Regions from separate parts of the Zea mays genome. Here region 2 is linked to region 1. Evidence: chromatin contacts called from public Hi-C data. All regions are on one chromosome and are shown on one strand. The core of a region is the stretch at or near the end of the contact, and the rest is flanking DNA. Distances in the headings are between cores, read along the strand shown. Region 1 has its middle 190 kb from the start of LOC100284063. Region 2 has its middle 13 kb from the start of LOC100284063.

Region 1 (6,880 bases), core at 1,443-3,942:
CCCGTGGCAAATGGGTAACACGACTTGTGGGTAAAGATGCGCAACCTCTACAGTGTGTAAAACTGGTATATCAGTCGTGCTCACGGTCATGAGCAGCTCAGACCCTCACATGATTAATTTATGAAACTAAATTCAATTTGTCATATGCATTGCATTGCTGTTGTTGTTATCACTTTTGTTCTACTACTTAATTGCGTTGGTATCTACTTATACTTAGTAATTGCTAATAAAATTTTGACCAACTTTAAAAGCAATGCTCAGCTTCAACCATCCTCTTTGGTAAGCCTTACACTTCACATGAGCTCCCACCTTTGGCAAGTTCATGCTCATTATTCCCCACAACTTGTTGAGCGATGAACGTATGTGAGCTCACTCTTGCTATCTCACATCCCCCCACAGGTCAAGAATAGGTACCGCAGGATGAGGCGCATGGAGGATGCTGTGACGAGTTCGTGAGAAGTCTAGGTCATCGTCCCCCAGTCAACTATGGTGTTGCTGGATCGTTGTCTCCTTTCGATGTAATTATTTATTTATTTTGTACAGAACTCCTATTATATAGTAAAGATGTGACATTTGTTTCTGTACCATGATTCATCATATGTGTGAGACTTGGTCCCAGCACACTTGGTGATTATTTCGCGCCCGGGTTTTGGACCATATCCATCTCAAAAGTAAATAGACAAACTAGATTATCCCTCATTAAAGTATCTAGCCCAACCATATCCATCTCATCTTAAATGATTCTATCCTACAATCATAGATCTATCTCATCTCAAAAGATCCTAACTTATCCAAATTAAAATATGTCTAGCCTAATAAATCCATCTTATCTTGAAAGACTCTGTCTTATCTTAATGAATTCATCTTATCTTGAAGGAATCATCTTATCCGAACCACTTTACTTATCTCATTCTAAATTAACAACCAGGATCTAATCCAAAATTATGAGATCTTATCCAGTCTAATCTAGTCACACAAATATAACTTAGATCTAGTCTAATGTTATAGATTAATCTAACCTAACGAAGGATAAAGTGAGCTAATTTAATGTAAGTTGTTTAACAAGAAGGATAATACTAATGAAATAAATGAGACTCTACTCCTATAAATAGGTGTTAACCTAAATTGGTGCTCTATACTAACTTGACCATATGCAACTACCTTAACCATTTGATGGTTGCCTAACCCCTCTGTTTTAACCTAATAGAGATTCTAACCTACCTATACCATATAATCCATCCTATCTCAAAAGATTATAACATACCCCAATAATATTTATTCTACCCTGGTAGATCTATCTAACCTAAACCGATTCCATATACCAGCTCAGCCATATACAAGTACTTGACTTATGCGTTGGGATGCAAAATCTGTATAGACCGACATAAAATTTTAAGCACCCAAGATTTTCAACTATCATAATTTATCCTGCCCTCATCTACCTACTTGTCCCTAAATAAATTAATTAGATCTTAACTAGTTTAATCTAGCCATACCAACCTAATCTAGATTCTATCCAATCTATTATGATTCAATCTAGAGTGAATTACTTAATGATGGTACAAAAGATAAGGCCATACTCCTAATTTACTTAAGCCTAAATTGGTGAGTTATATCAACTTGGCCTATATAACAAGTTATATAACTTACCCAACCAATAGAGTCATGATGGATTGCATAATCTGTCTATCCCCACCTAACATCAAACAAACTTTTGACCTACATCATGTAGTCTATCTCATCCATATCTATATTAACCATATTCCTCAACCCCGATGATATACACTAACCTCAAATCAATGAGACCAAGACCGGAGAAGAAAAGATCAACCTCGACAAGGAAGGAGATGAGTCAAATCCAACCTCAAGAGGAATCACGATCCACAGTTCAGGATGAAGTCTTTTTCTTATTATACTCTTTCCTGCCACAACCTATACTTACCAAAGTTGTACCTCATCTGACCTAATAAGATGGCTAGACATACTATACCCATATTTTCCTAATCATCTTCTAACTAGTATTTAAAAGCTTGGAGCAAAAACAACTTTTGGTTCCTAAACCATATGGGAAACTAAAAGCTAATTTACATACCAATCTCTCTATATCCCTTTTCTAACTAATCTCGAGGATGAGATTATTTTTAAGGGGGTAGGATTTGTAACACCTCAAAATTGTGTTGGTGGCATTCGTAAAAAAATTCTTCAAAGAGTTTGAATTTGGAATACCTTCTAACAAGGTTTTCTTTTGTGAAAGCTACATTTCCTGGAATAAACATCGATTGAATGATTTCTATTCAAGTATTTGTTGGATTATATATATTTAGGTTAAAACGTCTCTTAAAAAATGCTAGACCCTAGAAGACATTTTCTTAAACCACTATTGTGTGTGCATGAATGGGTTATGTGAAAGCATTTCTTAATAGGATTAATAGATAAATAAATAGATGAATAAAATGTTGATGCATCTCATGCTGGAATTTTCCCCTCTGCATTTAATTTTAAAATTTGAACTTGGACTTGAATTTGAGTTTGTAAATGCAAAAGAAAATAGGAAAAGAAATAAATAAAAAAAGAAAGAAAAGAAACCCCCTCCCCGTATTGGGCCAAATGCGCTGGCAGCCCAACGCAGTCTGCAGCGACTGTGCCCTACGTACGTGTCTGTCCCTGACGTGCGGGACCCGTGCCCCAGCCGCTCGGCCTCGCGCGTTCCTTTGACATATGGGCCCAGCTCGTCATCCCTCTCCTCCATTCGCGGCCGCCAAAGACCTCCGCGGAATCCGGAATATCGTTGCAACAACCTGAAGCCAGGCTTCGCTGGGGGGCCTATAAAACCAAGTCGCCGGTACCTCTCCTTCCAACCTGTCCTCGTTGACCGCCGCGCCATAGGAGGGAGATAGAAATCAAACATGCGTCGGGGGTCCGCCGACGCCGCCGTAGGCATTACAAGCCTACGCACCCAGCCGTTGGGCTTCGGGCGGGCGATGAAGGACGTTCGCCCCCCGGTACTCTTACCCATGGAGTCAGGATCATGGGTGAGCTTGCTTGGGTGGCAATCCATGGTTGGAATCCTTCGTGAAGCCGCGCCGTGACGTGGGCGGGGCACATCACCGCCCGTTCGTCGGTGTGAAGTAGGCCCGGATGTTCGCCCGAGCACATTGAGCACATGAATGTGGCAGCTGGGTGCGGGGATTGATTGGTGATGGAGAAATTGCTCGCCGGACTTCAATGGCGCCACCGCACACAGCGGGCCGGGTTGCCTATTGCATGAACCTCGGAAAGAATCACCCTATTAGGCTTAACGAAGTTCCCCACCCCTTTCGCACCTGATAGCGCTTGATTCGATGCTCTGGGGGCCGTTGTGACGCCTTGCCGACGGCGCTCCGCCGCGAAGAAGACTAGCGCCGCCTCGTGTACGTCGGTAGGAGGGAGGCTGTGAGGTGGAAGAAGTGTGATCGTTGATGTGGGGATTAACGGGCGAGATCTCGGAAAGAATCACCCTATTAGGCTTAACGAAGTTCCCCACCCCTTTCGCACCTGATAGCGCTTGATTCGATGCTCTGGGGGCCGTTGTGACGCCTTGCCGACGGCGCTCCGCCGCGAAGAAGACTAGCGCCGCCTCGTGTACGTCGGTAGGAGGGAGGCTGTGAGGTGGAAGAAGTGTGATCGTTGATGTGGGGATTAACGGGCGAGATCTGATCCTGTACCGTTTCTTTTGGAGCAAAATCCGTTAGATCGGGGGTTGATGGGTAGGATTAGATCCAGGTTAATAAAATCGTAGTCACTGAATCTGGATCGTGCGGCTCCATTTGGATCATAGGTGGACGACTTTCGTCCCGAAATCAACAATCTTAAGGTCGTACCGGTTCATTAAGTGATTTGATCTAATGGTGTCCACCGGATTGTGATCAGGCGGTCGAAAATAGAAGATACCCCTTCACCGTGTAATGTTTGTAAAAGAACCCCTAAGTTTTTGGGTAAACATACCCACCGTCCCTCGGCTGAAAGGAACTCTTACACCTAGGTCCCCATAATTTGCAAAACAACCCCTGGCCTTTATAAAGTCATTCTGAAAGTTGATTTTACTATAGAAATAATTCCAATAGCTTAGATAAATCATAAGTTGTCCGTCTTAGCTCCGATTAGACCTGTTCCAGTCGCGTTAGCTTCATAAAAATATTCCCTACGCAGTAACAGCATAAATTATATCATGTCGCATATTTTTTAGTCAGATATTTATTTATCTTATGTCTACTAGATTAGCTCTTCTAAATCAAAACCAACCTGACCATAATTATAATTTGGTTAAAACATGATCTCTAGTTAAGTATAATTAAAGTTGAGTTATATATTTATAGAATATTCTCTCATATGGTGTACCCTAATGAATTTATAATATAGTTTAATATTTAAATCATGTAGATCTTCCATAAATTCCAATTCTTTAACCGTAACTCTGATTTTAGTGGTTCGCGAACCCACGGTCTCGTAACATTGCGTAGATTATTATTACGCAGTTTATTCTTATGTTTGATGTGATGTTAATTTTGCCTATACCATGTTTGTCTGTATTGTTACGTTTAGTAGTGAGGACACGTGTCATGTGAAGAGCAAGTTGGTACCTGGAATATCAAGTCCTAGGCAAGTTGTGCCCTTGATCACTTCTTTTTACCCAATCATGTTCTTATTAATCATAATGATCTGCACATGTTAATTTTGATGGGACCCAATAGGTTACCCTAGTTTGACTATCTTTATACCTTGTTTACCACTGGATTCTTAGGTAGTACCTGTTATTGCTATATGTGGTTTTGGGTATATAGATACACATTATTCATGATTATACTTTTATTATCAATTGTTATTTTACTGTCATGTTAAGATCATTATGTTAATTGGAACATGGAGCAACAACCCGGGAAAATAGTGCTACCACATGGGTGGTATGGGATGCCCTTGGCTGACTAATTAGGAAAGCTAGTGGAGGACTACCTTACCCGAAAGGGGCAAGGGCAGTAGGGGAGTGGTCAGTGTTGAGAGGTCCTTGGGTTGATTTTGCTGCGATGGCGGGTTTTCCGAAGCTAGTGGAACTTTGTAAAGGCCTTATAGTGGTACCCTGCCTCACTTCCTTGGTAGAGGTGTATGGGGTCCGATCAACCTCGTGGCAAATGGGTAACACGACTTGTGGGTAAAGATGTGCAACCTCTACAGAGTGTAAAACTAGTATATCAGCCATGCTCACGGTCATGAGCAGCTCGTACCCTCATATGATTAATTTATGGAACTAAATTCAATTTGTCATATGCATTGCATTGCGGGTGTTGTTATCACTTTTATTCTACTACTTAATTGGGTTGGTATCTACTTATACTTAGTAATTGCTAATAAATTTTTGACCAACTTTAAAAGCAATGCTCAGCTTCAACCATCCTCTTTGGTAAGCCTTACACTTCACGTGAGCTCCCACCTTTGGCGAGTTCATGCACATTATTCCCCACAACTTGTTGAGCGATGAACGTATGTGAGCTCACTCTTGCTGTCTCACATCCCCTCATAGGTCCAGAATAGGTACTGCCGGATGAGGCGCATGGAGGATGCTGTGACGAGTTCGTGAGAGGTCTAGGCCGTCGTCCCCCCCAAGTCAACTATGGTGTTGCTGGATCGTTGTCTCCTTTCGATGTAATTATTTATTTATTTTGTACAGAACTCCTATTATATAGTAAAGATGTGACATTCGTTTCTGTACCATGATTCATCATATGTGTGAGACTTGGTCCCAGCACACTTGGTGATTATTTCGCGTCCGAGTTTTGGACCCCTAAAACCTGGGTGTGACAAACTGGCTGAAGAAGAAGAGGACCAAGATGAAGATAATGAGCCACCTCAAGAAAAAGACATTGATTAAGGGGGAGATGAGGTGGATCAAGAAAAGGAGAATGAACAAGAGATTCAGGATCAAAGACCACCACACCCAAGAGTCCACCAAGCAATTCAAAGAGATCACCCCGTCAACTCCATACTTGGTGACATTCACAAGGGGGTAAATGTCGGTGTTTGGAGCTCGACCGCGCACCCGGGGTTACCCCTCGAGGTGCTTTTGGGTAGGACAGTGTTGTCAACTGTAACTCAATGGTTCGTGCAAGACGCACGAGAGGCAGTGGACAGTTTTCTATAGGTTCGGGCCACTTTGAGATGCGTAATGTTGGGGGTCTGCTTCGTCGCTGAAGGTCCTGTAAGAAGAAACACCTTCGGAAGATCAACATAGAAGCAAAGCCGAAGCTACCATCCAGGGAGCTTTGGCATAGTGACATGCCTTGAGACGAAGGGTGGCACCGACTTAAAGATGAAAAGACCGATTGGCCCATGATAATCTGTGTCATGATTGTAATCAGTTATAAAGGACATGAATGTAAATCCACACAGGCTGCGTCCTGTGCCTATAAATAGATGAACAGTATCCCTGTACTGTTCATGCTGACTTGTATTCACTGGCACGTCACCTGGATTTTCACCTTCTGTCAAGCCAAATGTACAAATGTAGTTCGATATTGTTCATGTTTGTTCATGATGATATAATAAAAATATCCTAATGATGTCATATGATTATCCATGTTATTTTCCATGTTTCATATGCTTCTACTTTCGTTATTATAATACTGAGATGATGAAGGTATCTCCTTCATAACCTTCGTCTAAAGATCATTATATCCTGAGGGAGATAATGCTTCGAAGGACGAAGGTCTTTAACTATTAATACTTTGTGTTGCCTTGTTCCTATCTCGAAGCATTTGAGAACAAGTCCCCAACATTGGCACCCACCTTCGGTGAACTCACTTCCACTGATTGAGCTGATGGCTTCGTTCAACAACCAAGCTGAAGTACC
Region 2 (7,093 bases), core at 3,667-6,166, 170 kb before region 1:
TTGCTGAATTATACAAAATTAAGCTGCTTAATTCATCTCCATATTATGCTCAGGCCAATGGTCAGGCCGAGTCTAGCAATAGGACATTGATTAATTTGATAAAAAAGAAAATATCTGATAATCCTAAACATTGGCATAAGATTTTGTCTAAAGCTTTATGGGCTCATAGGATATCTAAACATAGGGCTACTAAAGTATCTCCTTTTGAGCTTGTCTATGGGCAGGAAGCAGTGTTGCCTGTGGAAATAAGTTTGAATGCTGTCAGGTTCGCCAGACAAAATGATCTAACTACTACTGATTATTATGATTCAATGATTGATAATATTGATGAGGTGACCGACAAGAGGATGATAGCTTTGGGAGCAATAGAAAAGGACAAGATCATGGTAGCCAGGGCCTACAACAAGAAGGTCAAGGCAAAATCATTTCAAGTAGGGGACCTAGTGTGGAAGACCATTCTGCCTCTAAGGAATAAAGACCGGAAGTTCGGGAAATGGTCACCAAGCTGGGAAGGTCCTTATAAAGTAAAACAGGTGATGTCTGGCAACGCCTATTTACTACAAACATTACAAGGCAAGGACTTGCCTAAGGCTTTGAATGGGCGTTTCCTCAAACAGTACCATCCTAGTATGTGGCAAGATGCCTAAGAGAACCGATGTAATCGCATCGAGTTAGTTGCTTTTGGTTTGCTCAGCTCCACCAAAAGGCAGGGGGGCATATGTTGAGTCCCAAATTGAGCGAGCGGACGGTCCGGCCCTAAGGCCGGACGGTCCGCGGTCCGGACAGTCCGCGCCTGTGGGCCGGACGGTCCGCGCATGCGCAGTTTAGGGTTCCGAGTTTTGTGCTATGTTTGTTGGCTAGATTTGCGGAATTAGCTCGGAATCCAGTCGTGTAAAGGGTCCAGCCCCCCTCCTCTATAAAAAGAGAGGTCTACAGCCGATTTGTAATCAACAATCGAATCAATACAACTTTTATTCGCATTTTATCCTAGGAGTAGTTCTAGTCTAGTTTAGGTTTAGCCTCACAATCCCCAAATTCTTCGTCTCTCTTCGGCTCTACGTCGATTAGAGAAGTCTAGGTCGGCCGGCCCGAGCCTAGACACCACCTAGGATCTCTCCTCCCCGGCGGGGTCCCTCCCGGGAGCGAGATCCAGGCGCCGCCGGCGACTTCCGCCGCCTCTGCGTACGCGCGGACCGTCCGGCTCCCAGGGCGCGGACCGTCCGGCCGTCAGGCAGAGAAGCCCTAGCCGCGCACCAGGCCGCGGACCGTCCGGCCCCAGGCCGCGGACAGTCCGCCCCTGCGCAGAGAGTACCACCGCGCCTCGCACCAGGCCGCGGACCGTCCGGCCCCGCGCGCGGACCGTCCGCCCCTGTGCAGAGAGCACCGCCGCCGGTTCTTCTTGAGTATTTAGCGCTCCGAAAAGGCGTCAACAGAGGGGAAGAATTCTTATTCATTTTGAATAGTAAGTAAAAAACCAGGGGATTCTTCTCGTGGATTCTTTTATAGATCATCTCGTGATTTCTGGTGGCCAACACCAAAGTGGAATTATACACTTTGAGAATATCGGAATGCTATTTGGAACACTGATCCCATCATGTATAGTGGGTAAAGCCGTATGGTAAGACAGGTGCGGGTGGCAGACGCGTGAGCCGTCCAAAAATTATGAGGCTGTCCTGCACAGAGGACAAAATGACAACGTCCATATTTCAAACTTCGTACTATTTCGCGCACATATTTTAGATCAATTCTATTGACGAGGACAGACTGCATAAATATTCACAGACAGACTAAATTTTTTTGTGGTTCTAGAAATGCTCAAATATCCTCTCCTACGAAGAAGACCGAAATTATTGCACTCAACTTTCAATATCCTCACTCGGTACTCGCTTCATCAAAATAAAATGTACATTTTGTTTAAATCGGTCCATTATAATTATTTTATGCGTGGTTATTCATTTAATCACATAGAATCTATTGGTTATCGCCTAGAAATAGGTTCAGACATCTTCCCCTATAAATATAAAGGATACGGTCGATTGAGAACCCCCGAACACATTCCAATCAAACATATGTACTTTATTTACCTTTTCTGCCCTATGAGTAGATGTAACGTAGCTTTAATCATAGCTTTCCGTATATCCACCTCCCCATCTATTCGACTCTACGTCCTGGGTGCAAGTCTACTTCATCTACTTCACTCAAGATCTCTTCCTCGACTTGATCTCCTAAGTCCTATGCGACTCTACATCTTCTAGGGATGCCCCGGGTGACCTACTGACCCGGAGCACCCTATGGTCTCTCCCACAGGGAGCGGGATCTAGGTCATACGAGGAGAAGGTATACGATCCTGCGGCATCGTAGACCGTCCAGCCCAGAGCGCGGACCGTCCGAGACAGCGCGCAGAGAAGACCGCTCCTATAGCAGGGTTGCGGACCGTCCAGCCCAGAGTCGCAAATAGTCTGCACCGCCGCAACGAGCACCGCCAGACGACCTGGCGACCCGTCACGGACTGTCGCCGTCCAACTCGCAGAACCGAACCCAAGATATTGCTCATCACGAGATGGGCCTAGGGTTTGTTGCTGTTTGATTCTAAATAGGTGGTGACCATCATAGAGGTGGTGCCTCACCTTCAGGATAACCATCTTAGGTACTTTAAGTAATCATCCCCTTTTTCCAACGTTTTCTTTCAAAACCGCATTCGAGATAGTGTTATTTGCCTTGCATCTTATTTACTATCTCGCTTCCCAAGGTCTCGACCGTCCGTAGGATAAACCTAGGGATCATCCCCTTGAGATCGTTAGTGTTTGGTCCAAACAGGCGCCAACAGTTTTGTTTCTCGAGTTACGAAATATTTTTAAGTTCATCCATATGTATATAGAAATTAATCATATCTGTAATGTATAATACTCCCCCATCCCAAAATATTAGTCGTTATAGCTCTTGATTTTTTTTTGTCTATGTTCAAATAGATGATAATATTAGTCGTTGTAACTCTTGATTTTTATGTCTATATTCAAATAGATGATATATATATATATGAAACACACATTAATTATTGTATGAATCCATTAAAAATGTAAAACAAATTTTAATTTGAGACGGAGGGAGTAAGTACCATTAGAGTAACATTGAAACAAACTTTATAATATATTTATTTGGAAATGTGGGTATTGAAATTATATTTTGTGTAATAAACAAACTTAATAGAGTTAGACTTAAAAAAACAAAATGCAACATAAACTTACTTTAAGACGAAGCGAGCATATGAGTGCAGAGTAGTGTGTGGTTACTATCGTGTGGATCTAGATTTTTATTTAAGAGTCGAAGATTTTCACCTCAATAGTTTTATTTTAGCAATTCTGTAACAATCGAAGAATTTGCATCATGATTCACTACAGATGCACCAAGTAACAAAATAAAGCCTAAATCCAAGGATTTAGTTAAAACAAGCCAATAAATACAATATAAATAGTTCAAAAGTCATATGGATAGTTCACATACAGCCATAAAAGAATACTAGCCAGTTGTCCATGCTTTGTTACGGTTATTATATATCATATAAATAGATATTAAGATATTTATTTAAATATAATTATTGTTTATTTTTAAACACTAAGTTACATGTGATTTGTTAATTAGCTCCAAAATTTTAGAGTAGTAGAGTGTGAGTTCGATTACTCGATTTGCACTATTTTTTGTGTTGCAGTAGCTGCGTAGGCGGGATCAGGTGTTGAGCACAGCTCGCTGGCCATGCAAACTGGTAGCACCATGCTTTCATATTAGACTCTAATATATTAGTATAGATTAGAGACATAAAATGCTATTTTTCTGAACGTTTTTTAAAACACTTTCGAAGGGACATGAATGTCTTGCTTATATCGTCTTCGTCAACTCTAAAGAAAATATCCATGTAAATGAAAATGACTAGACAATCGTCCAAAAAAACAGCTTCACATCGTATTTCTTTAATTTGGTTTTTGTTGAAACTATTATATAAAATATCCATTAGAAGTAGTAGCAGCGCCTTTTTTTTTCTAAAAAAAGATGCAATATCCAATCTAGCATCAAGGGCATAGCAGAGGGTGGTAGAATCATCGTCACACCACTACTATCGTGTCAGGTCATCGGGCGGTATGTTGTCTTTTGTCGTTTTTTTTTTCTCTCTTCCTCTGGCTCTAATTGAATAGATTGAATTAGAGAAAGGTGTAGACAAAAAACATGGTGGTGTAGGTATACATATAATACAATGTATAATTTTGTTCGTTTAGATTTAATCCGTACAGTCTTCTACACTATTTTATGTCTATGAATTGACTATGCAATTGAAACAGCTCTCTTTAATCTGAATAGTCCGTATATGTGCTATACTAGCTGGTATCTCCGAATATGCGAGGGCATACCCATGTGGCTCGGCCATTCATTAACGTAACTGCCTCCTCTACGTCTAGTAGCGTAGCTACCACCACGGCATTGAACTCATGCTTGAAATAAATAAAGTTGAAATCATCAGCCTTTTTGGTTCGGGGCATTGCATGTGGCGCGACGTTCCAATTCCAAGAATGCGCAGCGAATCTAGACGCTGTGGAGGCTGGAGGGCCAGCCAGGCAGGCTCTATTATTTTTTTTCTGAGCAAGAGTTGAATATTCTTTGTTTGAGGTCCTAGGTTCTCGTGGACTTTGGAGCGTCGTCCCTTCTATGCATCGCCATGACGCCATGAGGCAGCGACGTCCTGCGTCCCCGGCGTTCAGCTTCGAACGCCTGGGCACGACCACTTGTCTGGCCGGCAAGGCGGTTTGCGAGAGGCAGAAACAATGGACCCAACCCCTCTCTGCCGGTCTGTCTGTACATGTGTTACTACAGTACTCATGTAGGCTGTAGCAGAAGAAGACTCGTCGAGACTTGTATTTGCATCCCGGCCCCAACAAACGTGCACGCGAAGTGTGTCGGCGTCACCCCCCGCTGGACTTCCACACCGCGTGGGCGGGCGTAGTCAGGCGCCGCCGCGGCGGCTACGAAACTTCCGCCCGGCCGGCGTGCACGGCATGGCAGCAGCGACGTTCCTTTCGGTGGGGAGCCCGACCCGCGCGCGCGACGGAGGAGCCAAGAAACACGAGAGGAACTTGGGTTCTCTCTCTGTTCCAGAAGGCGACCCCAAGTCTTGGGAGAAGATGCAGATCTGAGCGTTTTCTTGGCGTTGAAAAAAAAACGCGTGGTTCCGGATTGCTACGGTGTCTTGCTTCTTGCCGCATGTCCTGGAGGTGGAGGTGACACGGGAAGCTGCCTGCCTTGTACTACTACCGGCGTCTGAGGCCGCCGCAGCTAGCACAGCCGTACAGGCATGGCAAACGGAACGGGGGCTGGGCTGGGCTGGCACTGGCAGTCCTCTGGCCGCTGAGGCAAGATGCATCGCAAATTCCTAAGGAGGATGTCTTGTTTGCGTCACAAACTGGGAATAATAAAAAGGCCTCAATAAAGCTTATGTTTTTTATTTTCTATATTTTATCGTGATTTCTTTCCTCATATTGTATAAAGTGTACAGGACCATCAAGGCTCACGACAAAAAAAAAGAAGAGGGCAACAACAACACCTATCACATTCACATCTCGAGTAGAGGACTAGAGGTCCTGGCGTCCTGCATGTTGGCGCGTGTGAGCTTGCGTTTCTGACGTGACTGCTTCTGCCTTTTGCTAAATTACGGACTTGTGACCCCCAAACAGCCCAGCACAGCTGGACCATCCGGCCGGCCAATGGTAGGTACCGCACGTCCGCACGATGGCCTGCACTGCATCCGGCCGGCCAATGGCGCAACCTGCCCGGCCGTCCTCGCCCCGGTCCCGCTGCCGTAAATCGCAGCCCCACACGCGGCCAAGCACGGCACTTGCAGTTAATCGCAGACGGAGACGGAGACACAACTTTCATCAACAGCGAGAGAGAGAGAGAGAGAGAGAGAGCGGACGCCGGGGCCAGCTAGCATCGCCGGCGAGGTCGTATTCCAAATTCAATGACTACGAGTACGAGCCGTCGACGGCGGATGTCCGTGCCGTCCGGTGGACCGCCCTGCCCTGCATGCGTCGTGTCCGTGTTCCAGGTGAGGCACGCGAACGCACACATGATCGCTGATGGGGACGGCGTGGCCGCGCTTCTAAGGCTGTCCGCAGCCATGTCCTGCAAACCGTGCGCTACAAGTATCCAGTTCGTTGTGCAGTTCGTTATGCAGTAAAAAAATACCGCAGCCATGCACCTCACGCCATACGCTAAAGTTAGAGTAGGTGAGATAAACCTCATTTGTGGAGTCCACTCCATGCACCTCACCGTAGTCCTGTGGGGTGGAGTGGGCCGAGCACAGTGGCAGCATGGAGCTGTGAATAGTGTGGGAAAAATATAATATAATATATGGTAATTGGTATAAAGTAGATATATAGAGTAATTGTGACCGCGGAGAATTGTTGAATAGAGTAGAGAATCTTGCTGACCAGGATAAAATATTCCTTTTAGAGTAGAAATTTAGGGTTCCATAAGTGCGGATAGCCTAACCCCGCATCGAAATTACTTTAGTAGACATGGCAAACGAGGGCCGGGGAACATCTCTGGAACGAAAGAAAGAAAGAAAAAAAACACATGGTGGACATCATATCATAGCCATAGCCGGGGAGAACTTGATTTACACATGTGAATGAAACTATAGACAAGACTGCAACGTAAGCTGCTGCTAGCCTGCATACTATACTATGCGTGTGGCTGTGGCATGATCGAGCCAGTGGCCCACTGGCCCCACCCTGAAGAGATGTTTTGGCGTGGACGTAAACTTTACAGCCGGGCCATGTGGCCCGTGGTCCGTTGATGTCAGTAGTGCACAGCTTTTTTACTGTATCTACTACTGTAGACTGTAGTGCGTACTATGGACTAGAGATGTGGCAAGGGTTTTTAGCTCCCGACGAAATTTTTTTCCTCACATTTCTTTTTCATCTAGTGGCCCTGTGGAGATAAATCCAACATACATCTCTGTCCCTGTTTAAATTATAATTATGATGTATTTTATATATCATTAATATAAAATATTATTACTTATATCCATTATCAGATATAAAAAAAC

The links. A called contact is a pair of places that touch in the nucleus more often than the background predicts.
Region 2: a Hi-C map of ear shows a contact between it and region 1, with 1.5 times the contacts expected there. The contact joins two enhancer-like sites. A contact is called at or near these places in 2 of 25 Hi-C or Micro-C datasets (ear and tassel).

The regions. Positions count from the first base shown.
Region 1 is chr4:89,551,938-89,558,817 of Zm-B73-REFERENCE-NAM-5.0, reverse strand. No RefSeq gene overlaps it. Among protein-coding and RNA genes, the nearest start is that of LOC100284063, 190 kb to the left of the region's middle. Within about 2 kb of position 2,692, at least 17 of the 20 cell types and tissues checked have an H3K27ac peak or open chromatin away from gene starts, as enhancers often do. A contact at or near this core is called in ear and tassel, where this site is marked.
Region 2 is chr4:89,725,599-89,732,691 of Zm-B73-REFERENCE-NAM-5.0, reverse strand. No RefSeq gene overlaps it. Among protein-coding and RNA genes, the nearest start is that of LOC100284063, 13 kb to the left of the region's middle. Within about 2 kb of position 4,916, at least 20 of the 20 cell types and tissues checked have an H3K27ac peak or open chromatin away from gene starts, as enhancers often do. A contact at or near this core is called in ear and tassel, where this site is marked.